Linked DNA regions of Hordeum vulgare: region 1 is linked to region 2. A link is a contact called in public Hi-C data. All regions are on one chromosome and are shown on one strand. Each heading gives the region's core, a stretch centred on a gene start, on an enhancer-like site or on the middle of the called end of the contact. The rest is flanking DNA. Distances are from core to core; before and after follow the strand shown.

Region 1 (5,816 bases), core at 1,806-4,305, 350 kb after region 2:
GAACAAGAACAAACTTGGCAGTCTTAGGAGGGGGAGATTTCTGAGTGGTTTGAATAGAGGCAAAGGCGGAACCCAAGTTGGTAATAATGTCCTCTAGCTTTCCAATTCTAGAATAATCTTGATCCAATTTTTCGTTAACTGGGTTGCTTTTCCCTTAGGTTTTTTAAAGTAACTCCTACCTTAGATCCATATTGAGTAATATGATTTTGAATATTTTTGTCCAAGTTTTCGATGAGCTCAATGGTAGCAATTTTATTTTCAATAGCATCAAGCCTTCGCATCACATGTTCCAAAGTTAAGATTGTTTCATTAACCATGAGTGGGGGTGAACCTGCCAAATTCGTCATAGCATTATAAGATTCAAAGGTATGGCTACCCAAGAATTTTCCTCCCATAATGGTATCCAAAACATATCTATTCCAAGGAGAGACACCCACATAAAAATTGCGAAGGAGAACGGTAGTAGATTGCTTACGAATAGAACTATTTTGAGCATTGCAAATTCTATACCAAGCATCTTTTAAGTTTTCTCCCCCCTTTGCTTAAAATTAAGAACTTCATTCTCGGGAATACTAGCGATAGTAGCAAGGCTAGCCATGAGTTTAAGCGATCTAACACCCAAGCAAACGAAAAAGGCAAACGAAAGAAGGGCGAACAAAAAAGCAAATCTTTTTGGTATTTTCTGAAAATCGTTTTAGAAGTGGGGGAGAGGAAAACGAGAGGCAAATGGAAAATAAAGTACATGCAAGAGATAAGTTTGTGTTGGGTACTTGGTAGGCTTGATCTTGCTATGTATCCTCCCCGGCAACGGCGCTAGAAATCCTTCTTGCTACTTCTTGAGCTTGCGTTGGTTTTCCTTTGAAGAGGAACATGTGATGTAGCAAAGTAGATAAGTATTTCCCTCAGTTTGTTGAGAACCAAGGTATCAATTCAGTAGGAGGAATAAGCAAGACCCCAGTCTTAGCACCTACACAAGCAATCAAACAGTTGCACCCAACTCTACAAAGGGGTTGTCAATCCATTCACAGTTATTTGCAAGGATGAGATCTCATAGAGATGGATATAAAAGGTTGCTAGAACTTAAAGTAAATAAATAGCAGCAATATATTTTTAGTATTTTTTGTTTATAGATCTGAAAGTATAATATGGGAAATAGACTCGGGTGCCATAGGTTTCACTAGAGGCTTCTCTCATGAAGGAAAATAATACGACGGGTGAACAACTTACTGTCGAGCAATTGATAAAAAGTGAATAATTATGAAGATACCCACGACAATGATTATGCATATAGGCATCACGTCTGTGTCAAGTAGACCGAAACAATTCTGCATCTACTACTATTACTCCACACATCGACCGACTCATGCCTGCGTCTAGAGTATTAAGTTCATGAAGAACAGAGTAATGCATTAAGTAAGATGACATGATGTAGAGGGATAAACTCAAGCAATATGATGAAAACACCAACTTTTTATCCTCGATGGCAACAATGCAATACGTGCCTCGCTACCCCTACTTTGTCACTTGGTGAGGACACCGCAAGATTGAACCCAAAACTAAGCACTTCTCCCATTGTAAGAATTACCAATCTAGTTGGCCAAACCAAACCAATAACTCGAAGAGACTTGTTAAGATATGAAATCATGCATGTAAGAATTCAGAGAAGATTCAAATAATATTCATAGATAATCTGAACATAATCCCACAATTCATAGGATCTCGACAAACACACCGCAAAAGAGTATTACATCGGATAGATCTCCATGAAGATCATGAAGAACATGGTATTGAAGAACAAATAAAGAGAAGAAGCCATCTAGCTACTAGTTGTGGACCCATAGGTCTATGGTGAACTACTCGCGCATCATCAGAGGGGCAATGGAGTTGATGTAGATGCCCTTCGTGATCAATTCCCTCTCCGACAGTTTACCGGAAAAGGCTTCAAGATTGGATCTCACGAGAACAGAGGCTCTCGACGGAGGAAAAGTATTTTTTGGCCTGTGTCTCGCATTGGGGGAATATTTGGGAATTATAGGATGAAGATTAGGGTTAGGAGACGTGCACGGGGCCCTATAGGCTTGTCGTCTTCCGGCAGGTCTCCTGCCCCCTTCTCCATGTCTGGCAGGTTTCTTCTGGTAAAAAAAATCATTCCAGAGATTTTATTTCGTTTGAACTTGTTTAATATTCCTTATCTGCAATACTCAAGAATATGAAAAAAACAGAAACTGACACTAGGCTCTAGATTAATAGGTTACTCCTAAAAATAATTTAAAATAGCATATTAATGCATATAAAACATTCAAAACAGATAATATAATAACATGGAATAATAAAAAATTATAGATACGTTGGAGACGTATCAATGGTAGCTTTTTCTGCTGTTAGTTGCAGCAAAAATCACAACCCCGTCGTCGCCACCACAAACTTCGTCGTGGCCGTTGCAACAAATCATGTCGTCGGATGTATTCGTTGCCGGTTGTAGCAAAAATCATGAAGCCATGTGCCATGTAGCAAAATGTGACACCGGTGGTAGCAGATAGCAATGCCTGTTGTAGCAAATTGTGATGGCAGTTGAAACATGTAGCAAAAATCGATGTTGGTTTCAGCATCCCTGTTTTGTGGTTGTGTCCCACCGTTGCAGTTATGCAGCTCATCCGTCAAATTAGGTGGTCGTGCGCGCGGGAACGGGGAGACCGCAACCTCGTCGGAGCTGAACGCCATTCGTCAAGGCCGGTTGCTGTCACCGCTCGCCTTCGCAGCTCGCCGTCGCCGCCGGGGCTGCTCGCCGTCGCAGCTCCCCATCGATGTGGGGTAGTAAACAGCCTCGTCAGGGCCGCGCGTCTTCATTGCTCGCAGCCACAGTGTTGAAAACGGAAGAAGCAAGGAGGGTGTGAATCTTCGATCGACGCACCGGTCACAAATGTTTACTTTTTTTTTTCATCCAACGGGCTGGTCGGGCTGTACGCTGGATACCAAAACGCGTCCTTACAGTTTGTTCTCATCTTTCCATTTAGTGTGCGTGGGGATATTCTCTCTTTTTTTGGTCAAACTGGTTGCGTCAGGTCAAACATGGACCAAATTGTTTACAATTATTTTCCGTTCCCAAAACACCAGTAGCATCTCCATAAAGGAAGACATCGTATTCTCCCTCCTCCATTTCTGGTCTTCGGAAATCCATCTTGTCAAACTAGAAACAAACCTCCTCTTTCTCCCTCCTCTCCCCTCTTCGAATCATCGCCGGGCACGAATTGGCGCTAGTTTCTGGATTCGACGATGAAATCGCCATTGCGCAAGTTCCGGGGCCTCGCCCTCCCCCATCACCACAAGGAGAGGAAGGACCAACGCCCGCCGCCCGCCAAGCTCGACGACCTCGTCGACGCCGCCCAGGTTTCGCCGACTCCCTACTCTCACTACGATTTTTTTCCCCTGGCATCATTACGCGCTGCTGGTTTGGAATATGCGCTTAAACTGGATCACGAGGCTTGGCCGATCGAGAAATTGCGGTATTGCCGGGCTGTTTCTCTTTAGTTTTTGTGTGTATCGGTCCTTGTTGGCTGCGTTGAAATTTTTTTGCTCGTAGCGATTATGTGAGATCGAAGGGAATTAAACTCTAGCGAGGGATAGAGAGATCATTTTTTTTCTTCGTCTGCCTTTCTTCTTTTACGCGTGAGGATGAACAAAGCAACAGTTCTATGCGACCGCTGTAACGATATTTTATTTCAATGGTTTGTGAAATTTGTGAGAACTGATTGTTTTTTTGTGTTATTCTGGCTGCTACACGCGTTTGATTTTTGTGGCTTGGCTCTGCTGGTCAAAGTCTATGGCAGGAAACTTTTATTGGAGAAAGGTGCTATCTGGAACGAGTCTTGGGTCAGCAATTCAAAGTCATTAGTGGAGTAATTTTTTATATGCGATAAACATGGCTGATGATTCTTATATATCAAGATATGTTAGTGTTTGCTGCTGATTATATATATGTTCAAGATTAGTATAAAAAATCTTTTATATTTAGGGAGTACTGGCTGCTGAGTCATATCGGCATCTTCCATTTCAACAGCAATGTAGTCAGTCCAACTTAGATGAAAGTGACTGAAGTGTTGATAGATGCTTGAAAGGGACTACGGGATTTTAGTCATGGCTAGAGTTGTAGAGCAGTAAGGGGGATGAGTGCAGTGCTCTGATTAATCTGAAGAAGTCCTTTATTTCATTCAGTTTTACTTTTTGATTTTTTGGTATAAGAATGAAAAGTTGACGCTTTTGCACGTGGCGATAATGAAGGAGAAGATTTAAGCATGCCAATGTTAAATGTAGGAGGGTTTGTTTTTGGATGCCGGTTCGTTTCGCTAGAAGGCCATGACTGCCATTTTTCATTTGCCGATGGGGCATGTTGTTAGCAAGAAGTGGATCTCAAAGCTGTTGATGATGTAGTACTATTTGCCTGTCTACTCTGCCCTTGGTAGGATCAAATCTTCAAATATCTATATGAAGTGGGCTAAACCTTAGCTTTTGTACAACATGATCTAATGGATCCAGGCTGCCAAACTCCTGTCAGAATGGTTTTTCCTTCTATTTGATAGTGTTCACAGTTCACCTGTCATTAGCAGGTGCAAAGATTATCAATCTGGTGGAAATACAGTTTCTGTAACCCAATTTATGTGAGGTTCTTATTTTGCAGGAGATGGAGGAAATGAGAACTTGTTATGATAGCTTGCTTTCGGCTGCAGCTGCAACAACAAATAGTGTATATGGTATGCTATAACATTTCTTTGATATAGTAATTTTTAACGAAATAAAAGTGCCCAAGTAACCTCTAATAGAGACTGTGTGCTCATGTAATAGTACTTCCATAATTCATTGTGATCAAATGTACACAGAGTTTGCAGAAGCTATGGCAGAAATGGGAACTTGCTTACTTGAGAAAACTGCATTGGATTGCGATGATGATGACAGTGGTGAGTTGTCTGGATGTATAAGCACATATTATATGGAAATTTGCATTCCTGGACTTATTCTTAGCAGTTTTTGCAGCAAAGGATATCTCTTGATTTAAATCTAACTCTGTTATATTTTCATGTTACTATTTTTTTTCTTCGTCAAAATTACCAGATTCTCCATGAAAAACAAATACCCCTGATGCTACTTTTTCTATACATGTGATTAGTCTAGATCTGTCCATTTGTTTTCTTATGGAACAAGGTCATAGTCGGATTTCAGTGAATATCGAAAGCGAAATTCTTGTGTTGTTTGTTTTGGAGGTCTACTTCCTTAGTCATAGAAGTATGTGGTCCTCTTGCGTTATTCATGTGGTCTTTTACCTGCAGGCAGGGTGCTGATGATGCTAGGAAAGGCTCAATTTGAACTACAAAAGTTTGTGGATAACTATGTAAATTTTCTTTCTACCTTAGTAACATTGAACTGAAACAGTCTTGGAAGTTGCCATACTGTCAGGTTCTTTCTACCTATGTAAATTTCCATGTACTGTAATACTCTGACCTGTAATTGTTATTTTTCAGCGCACAAATATCATTAATACAATCACAAACCCTTCAGAGTCTCTTCTCAAGGAGCTACAAGTTGTAGAGGTTTGATCTTTTTGACTGTGGTTGTCTCAACTTAATTAATACAATTAATTACTACCATCACGTTTTGTAATGTCATTCCAATTTAGTGTTTGTGTTGTAGTTATCATCATCTCTGAATACTAACTAACTAATTGAATTCCTTTTATACTTCAATTTATGAAACCATGACACGCGTCCCTTTCATTTGATTCTTACTAACACAGGAAATGAAGGACAACTGTGATCAGAGAAGGT
Region 2 (6,070 bases), core at 2,384-4,883:
CCTCTCTTGCCAACAACTCTGAACGGACAAACGAAACGAGGCGCAAGCTTGCCTTTGATGCCAAAGCGCTGCATACCCTTCATAGGCGACACCTTGAGATAGACGAAGTCATCAAGCTCATAAGACATGTCACGATGCTTTCTATCATAATAGCTCTTCTGACGGGACTGAGCTGCTCTGAGGTTGTCGCGAATGACCCGACACATCTCCTCAGCTTCTTCTATCAAATCATTCCCAAGGATCTGACACTCGCCGGTCTCGGACCAGTTGAGCGGGGTACGACACTTCCTGCCATAGAGAATTTCAAACGGAGCCTTGCCAGAACTAGCTTGATAACTGTTGTTATATGAGAACTCCGCAAAAGGCAGACAATCCTCTCACTCATACCAAAAGAGATAACACAGGCTCTCAGCATATCCTCAAGAACTTGGTTGACTCGCTCCACTTGACCACTAGTCTGAGGATGAAAAGTTGTGCTGAAGCGGATCTTTGTGCCCATCGCAGACTGAAAAGAGTCCTAGAACTTGGAAGTGAAGATACTTCCGCGATCCGAAGAGATCATCATAGGCACGCCGTGCAAAGACACAATCCTGGAAGTGCACAACTCTGCAAGCTGAGCTACGGAAATGGATTCCTTGACTGGAAGAAAATGAGCCACTTTACTCAACTTGTCGATGACGACGAAGATGGCATCATTACCCTTCTTGGACTTCGGAAACCCGGTGACGAAATCCATCTCAATATGATCGAACTTCCACTCGGGAATGGGAAAAGGATGCAAAATACCTGCTGGACGTTGATGCTCTGCTTTCACCCTTCGACATACATCACATTCATTTACGAACTGAGCAATCTCACGCTTCATTCGAGTCCACCAGAAGGTCTGTTTCAGGTCCTAATACATCTTGGAGCTTCTAGTATGAATAGAGAGCAGAGAGTTATGAGCTTCTTCCATGATTACCTTTCTGAGATCACCTTTCGGAACGACAAGACGATCCTCAAAGAACAACGTGTCTCTGGCATCAACACTGAAGCACTTATACTTGGGAAGACTCTTTGCCACGCCAATCTTGACTTTCTTCACCATTGCATCAAGAAGCTGTGCTGCTCGGACCTGATCTTCCAAGGTAGGAGAGATCTGAAGGTTTGCAAGAAATCCCTGAGGTACTAACTGAAGGTTGAGCTTCCTGAAAGACTCACAAAGGCTAGGCTGGAGAGGTTTCAGAATAAGACTGTTGCAATACGCCTTCCTACTCAAGGCATCTGCCACGACATTAGCTTTGCCTGGCGTGTACTCAACACTCGGATTAAAATCTTGGAGCATTTCCACCCAACGAGTTTGCCGAAGATTCAGGTTAGGCTGAGTGAAGATGTACTTGAGACTCTTGTGATCGGTCAACACTTCAACCTTTCGTACCAACAAGAGGTGTCTCCAAGTCATCAGAGCGTGTACCACAACTGCTAGCTCAAGATCATGCACATGATAATTCTTCTCCATTGGCTTCAACTGCCTGGAGGTATAAGCAACCACTTTCTTCTCTTGCATCAGAACTGCACCAAGACCCTGAAGAGAAGCATCGCAGTACACCTGGTAAGGCTTGGAATCATCCGGAGGAACCAAGACTGGAGTGGAGGTGAGCTTCTCTTTGAGTGTGTCGAAGGCCAACTGGCACTCTAGAGACCAAGCATACTTCACACCTTTCTAAAGAAGACTTGAGAGCGGCTTAGCAATCTTGGAGAAGTTCTCAACGAACCTTCTGCAAAAGCTTGCAAGACCGAGAAAGCTTCAAAGCTGCTTCACATTCTGCGGAGGCTCCCATTCAACAATGGCATGCACCTTCGACGGATCAACTTTGATGCCCTCGGCAGAGATAATGTGCCCAAGATAGACAACTTCTTTCAGCCAGAACTCACACTTGGAAAACTTGGCATACAACTTGTACTCTCTCAGCTTATCAAGCACCAATCTGAGATGTTCTTCATGTTCTTCCTCAGTTTCATAAAAAACCAGAATGTCGTCGAGATAGAGAAAGACAAAGTCATTCTTGAACGGAGAGAATATGTAGTTCATCAAATGACAGAATGACGAAGGAGCATTTGCCAGACCAAAAGACATGACCGTATACTCATACGAGCCAAAACTAGTCCTGAAAGCAGTCTTGGGAATATCTTCTTCGCGAATGCGAATTTGATGATAGCCCATTCTGAGATCGAGCTTGGAGAAGACCTTAGCACCTTTCAACTATTCAAACAACTCAGTTATGTTCGGAAGTGGATATTTGTTCCTGATTGTCTTCTTGTTCAATGGACGGTAATCGACACACAGTCGGTCCGTGCCATCCTTCTTTTTGACAAACAGAACTCCACAGCCTAAATCCCTCAACTCATAGTCTGCTAGGGCCGCTCTAAATCTTTCCATTTGGCATTGTGCTCTAGTTGCCCCTGTCTTCTCATGGTTATACATTATCGCATTAAAATCACCACCACACACCCATGAGAAGTTAAGTTGCTGGTTGAGGACGCGGAGCAATTTCCAAGTTATCTTCCTTTTATCACTTGGAGGCTCTCCATAAATGCCAATAAATCACCATTTGAATACATCCTTTTCCATTACTTGTACATCAATGTGATACCTGGAGTAGCTGTGCAGCTCAATTTGTACTTCTTTCTTTCATAATAAAGCCACTCCACCACTCTTTCCTTCATAGTCTTTCACCATTATGTTTCCCCATACCTAGCATCCACTTAAACCTTTCCATCATCTTTTATCAAGTTTGGTCTCAGATAAGAAGAGGATGTCGGGATCCACCTACTTCTGGAGATCCAGAAGTCCTCTCACCGTCGGCCATTCCCCAATCCTCGTTAGTTCCATGCTAAATTTCTCATTTTGGCTCGCCAGACTGTCCCTGCAGTTCGGCGTTCACAATTTTTGAGTTGGTGTTTTCTTCTTCCTCTTCATTCCCCTCAACCTTCATCTTTGACTTCTTTGCTATTTCTATGTCGTCAAGTCCATCATGTTAGCCTTCCTCTTCTTTGGTTCCGTTATGTTGCTGATTTTCTTCCTTCCTCTCCATTCGCCTAAAGGTATCCCTTTTTGCATTTTTTTTCTCACTTCTGAAACTTGCTTTCTTCTTTGTTCTATACCTCTCCCCCCTTATGTGCCATCATGAATTTTATTGGCCCTTGTGATTCATGATTTACTTTTGTGGTGTTGTTAGTCTTCCTTTTATTTTTTTCCATTTTATTTCAGGTTTTTGTTTCTTTTCCGAAATATTTTTCATCGGGATTACCGAAGTAGCATCACCTGACTTGGTTAAATCCTCACTTACTTGGCTGCCTGATATGTTTCTCGTACTCCCTCCGTCCCAAAATAAGTGACTCAAAAATGACTCAACTTTGTACTAAAGTTAGTGTAAAATTGAGTCATTTTTAAGTCATTTATTTTGAGACGGGAGGGAGTAATTTGTTGCTCTTCGATATTTTGTCAAAAAGAAGGCAACCAAGATGGATCACACTAAAAAAGAAAAAGAAAACTGAAAATGACAGTGAGGTCCTAACCTCCCATAGACCATGGTTACCCGTTTCTTACCAACCCCAGTCCCGGGCCTGTTAAGACGCAGCGGCGCAAAACGGCAGCAGCCAAAAGCAAGGCCGAAACCGCGTCGGCTCACGGAGTCCACCAGCAGTCTCCTCCCCTCCTCCTCCTACCCCCGCCTCCAAGGCCCCTCCGCCCGCCCGCCGACCTGGTCCGCTGGTCTGGGGTGCTCCTGTCCGGCACGAATCCAGCGGCGTTTGTTGCGGGAATGCGGGGAGTTCATTGGTGAGCCGCTATGGGTTGCTTCCCGTGCTTCGATTCGAGCTCCGACGGGGAGCTGCTCTACCCCAAGCAGGGCGGCGGCGGCGGCGGCGGCGGCGGAAATGGCACAGGCGGACGGACTGCGGCTGCGGCATCGTCCTCCGGCGTCGGCGCCCGCGAGGAGAGACCCATGGTCCCACCGCGCGTCGAGAAGCTCCCCGCAGGTGCGTGCGCCTCTCCGATCGGCCTTCTGGTCGATTGATGGGAGTAGGATCGGATCCGTTGATGGTTTGATGCTCTCTGTTAGTCTCTTCTCCCTTTTCCTCCCACCGGCACCGCGGGCCGGAGTGGAGGGGAAGAGACGCTCGGTCTCAGCTTCTGACTTGTAGATTCGTGTAAGATAGTAATCGTTTCCTTAGAGCAACCCGGCCTTGCGCAGAATAATAGGTCAGATCTGGATCTTGTGGCGATCTTTTCGTCGACTTTGCGTGACCGTGGTGGCTGGGCAGTGGAAGAAGTGCCTCATGATGCTTTGATGCTCTCTGTTGGACTTTTCTCGCTGGACTATAGAATCTAGATGGCTGGTGACGATGGGCAAGGTGATCCTGGTGAATGGATTGAGGGAATAGACGTGAATAAAGTGTGGTTAGTAATTCCCTAAGATATTTCTGATAGAGTGTACAAATATGTGACCTACCAGGCTGGTTTTCGCGATTTGTCGTATGATTAGGAGTAGAATGCTTTTTTGGGTTGTTGTCTTCCTTCATCATGATTGTGTCTTCATCTGCATGACGATGTGAATATGTGCAGGGGCTGAGAAGGCAAGGGCAAAAGGCAATGCCGGAATGAAGGAGCTTTCAGATCTCAGGGATGCCAATGGTAATGTCCTCTCTGCGCAGACGTTCACCTTCCGTCAGCTTACCGCTGCCACGAGGAACTTCAGGGAGGAATGCTTCATTGGGGAGGGAGGGTTTGGACGTGTTTACAAGGGCCGTCTTGATGGAGGCCAGGTAACTTGTTTTGTTGGCAAAGCTAGGTTTTAGTTTTTGTTTCCGTCTTTCTTGTTTCTTGATGTTTAGAGTAGTACCGAGGTCACTTGGTTGTATCAAAGGCGCCATTGATTCCTCTAGGACATCCAAGAAAAGCAGTGTTTGCACATCATGAGTGGATTCCCAAATGCAAGAAAAGTCCATGTTCACTTATAGGCATAGCAGATTCAGTTTCTGCTGGCCTTGGCTGCTTGATTGTCCATAGGCCCTTCGTTAATTGAGCAAGATGAATCACATGAAACAATTAATGCTTGCCATCTGAATGAAGTATTTTATGTCCTAAAGCATGAGACGGGGCCTGGCACATGCAAAGCTGAAATGTTTGAAGCACCTGTTGCAGGTTGTTGCTATAAAGCAGCTCAATAGGGATGGAAATCAAGGAAACAAAGAATTTCTGGTGGAGGTCCTCATGCTCAGTTTGCTGCATCATCAAAACCTTGTTAATTTGGTTGGTTATTGCGCTGATGGAGAACAACGCCTTCTGGTGTATGAGTATATGCCCCTTGGATCATTGGAAGACCATCTCCATGGTAAGACTGTCTGTTATTTTTTACATTGGTGTTGTGCAGACTGCAGATCAATGCCTTTTGAACCCCCGTTCATATTTCTGTGCGGGTACTGTGTACATATGTGATACTGGTTGTTTTTCACATGTTTGCTTCAGTACAGGTTGTCAATCTGCTATTCTGTCTGCCCCCATCTGTCCATGATTGTTTTATTGTTGCTCCATGTGCATGATTCTTTTCATGATTGTGAGAAATTTTGCTCTGCCAACTTGCCAAGTCCCTTTGTCCATGCAGCGGTACATAACATGCACAGTATCTAGTAGGTTTCTCCGGATGACCTTGCTGGCCCCATCTTTATCAATTAATTGGGTGAACGCCCTGTATTTGTATGTTTGTTTGTTAGCATGGTAGTATAACTTAATCTACTACTTAATTGGTAAGTCAACCGCTTGAGACATGGCTGCTAAATATTTTATATTCTGGGCAATATTCTGAAGAGTGCAAATTAGGTAACTTGACTTTATGTGGTGATCTTTGGTCAAATATTGGATGTGTTCCATGTGTATGTAGTTTAATATCTGTGATACATTCATACGGTCATAAACCTTGTGCTCTCTGAGTGCAAGATTTAATTTCTTTTCGCAAGGCAGGAAAGAAGTTGATATTCAAATACTGAACTTCATTTAGGTTCATTTTGCTACCATGCTCACTGAAGTGAA

Evidence for each region. A called contact is a pair of places that touch in the nucleus more often than the background predicts.
Region 1: a Hi-C map of seedling shows a contact between it and region 2, with 7 times the contacts expected there. The contact joins the promoter of LOC123426566 here to the promoter of LOC123426563 in region 2. A contact is called at or near these places in 3 of 6 Hi-C or Micro-C datasets (leaf and seedling).

The regions. Positions count from the first base shown.
Region 1 is chr2H:440,184,630-440,190,445 of MorexV3_pseudomolecules_assembly, forward strand. LOC123426566 reads left to right here and starts at 3,056. Exons shown (of 11, transcript XM_045110422.1): 1 at 3,056-3,387; 2 at 4,676-4,748; 3 at 4,875-4,952; 4 at 5,322-5,383; 5 at 5,514-5,582; 6 at 5,786-5,814. The coding sequence starts at 3,274.
Region 2 is chr2H:439,836,412-439,842,481 of MorexV3_pseudomolecules_assembly, forward strand. It overlaps LOC123426563 (probable serine/threonine-protein kinase PBL7), which reads left to right and starts at 3,634. Exons shown (of 5, transcript XM_045110421.1): 1 at 3,634-4,020; 2 at 4,607-4,806; 3 at 5,186-5,375. The coding sequence starts at 3,831.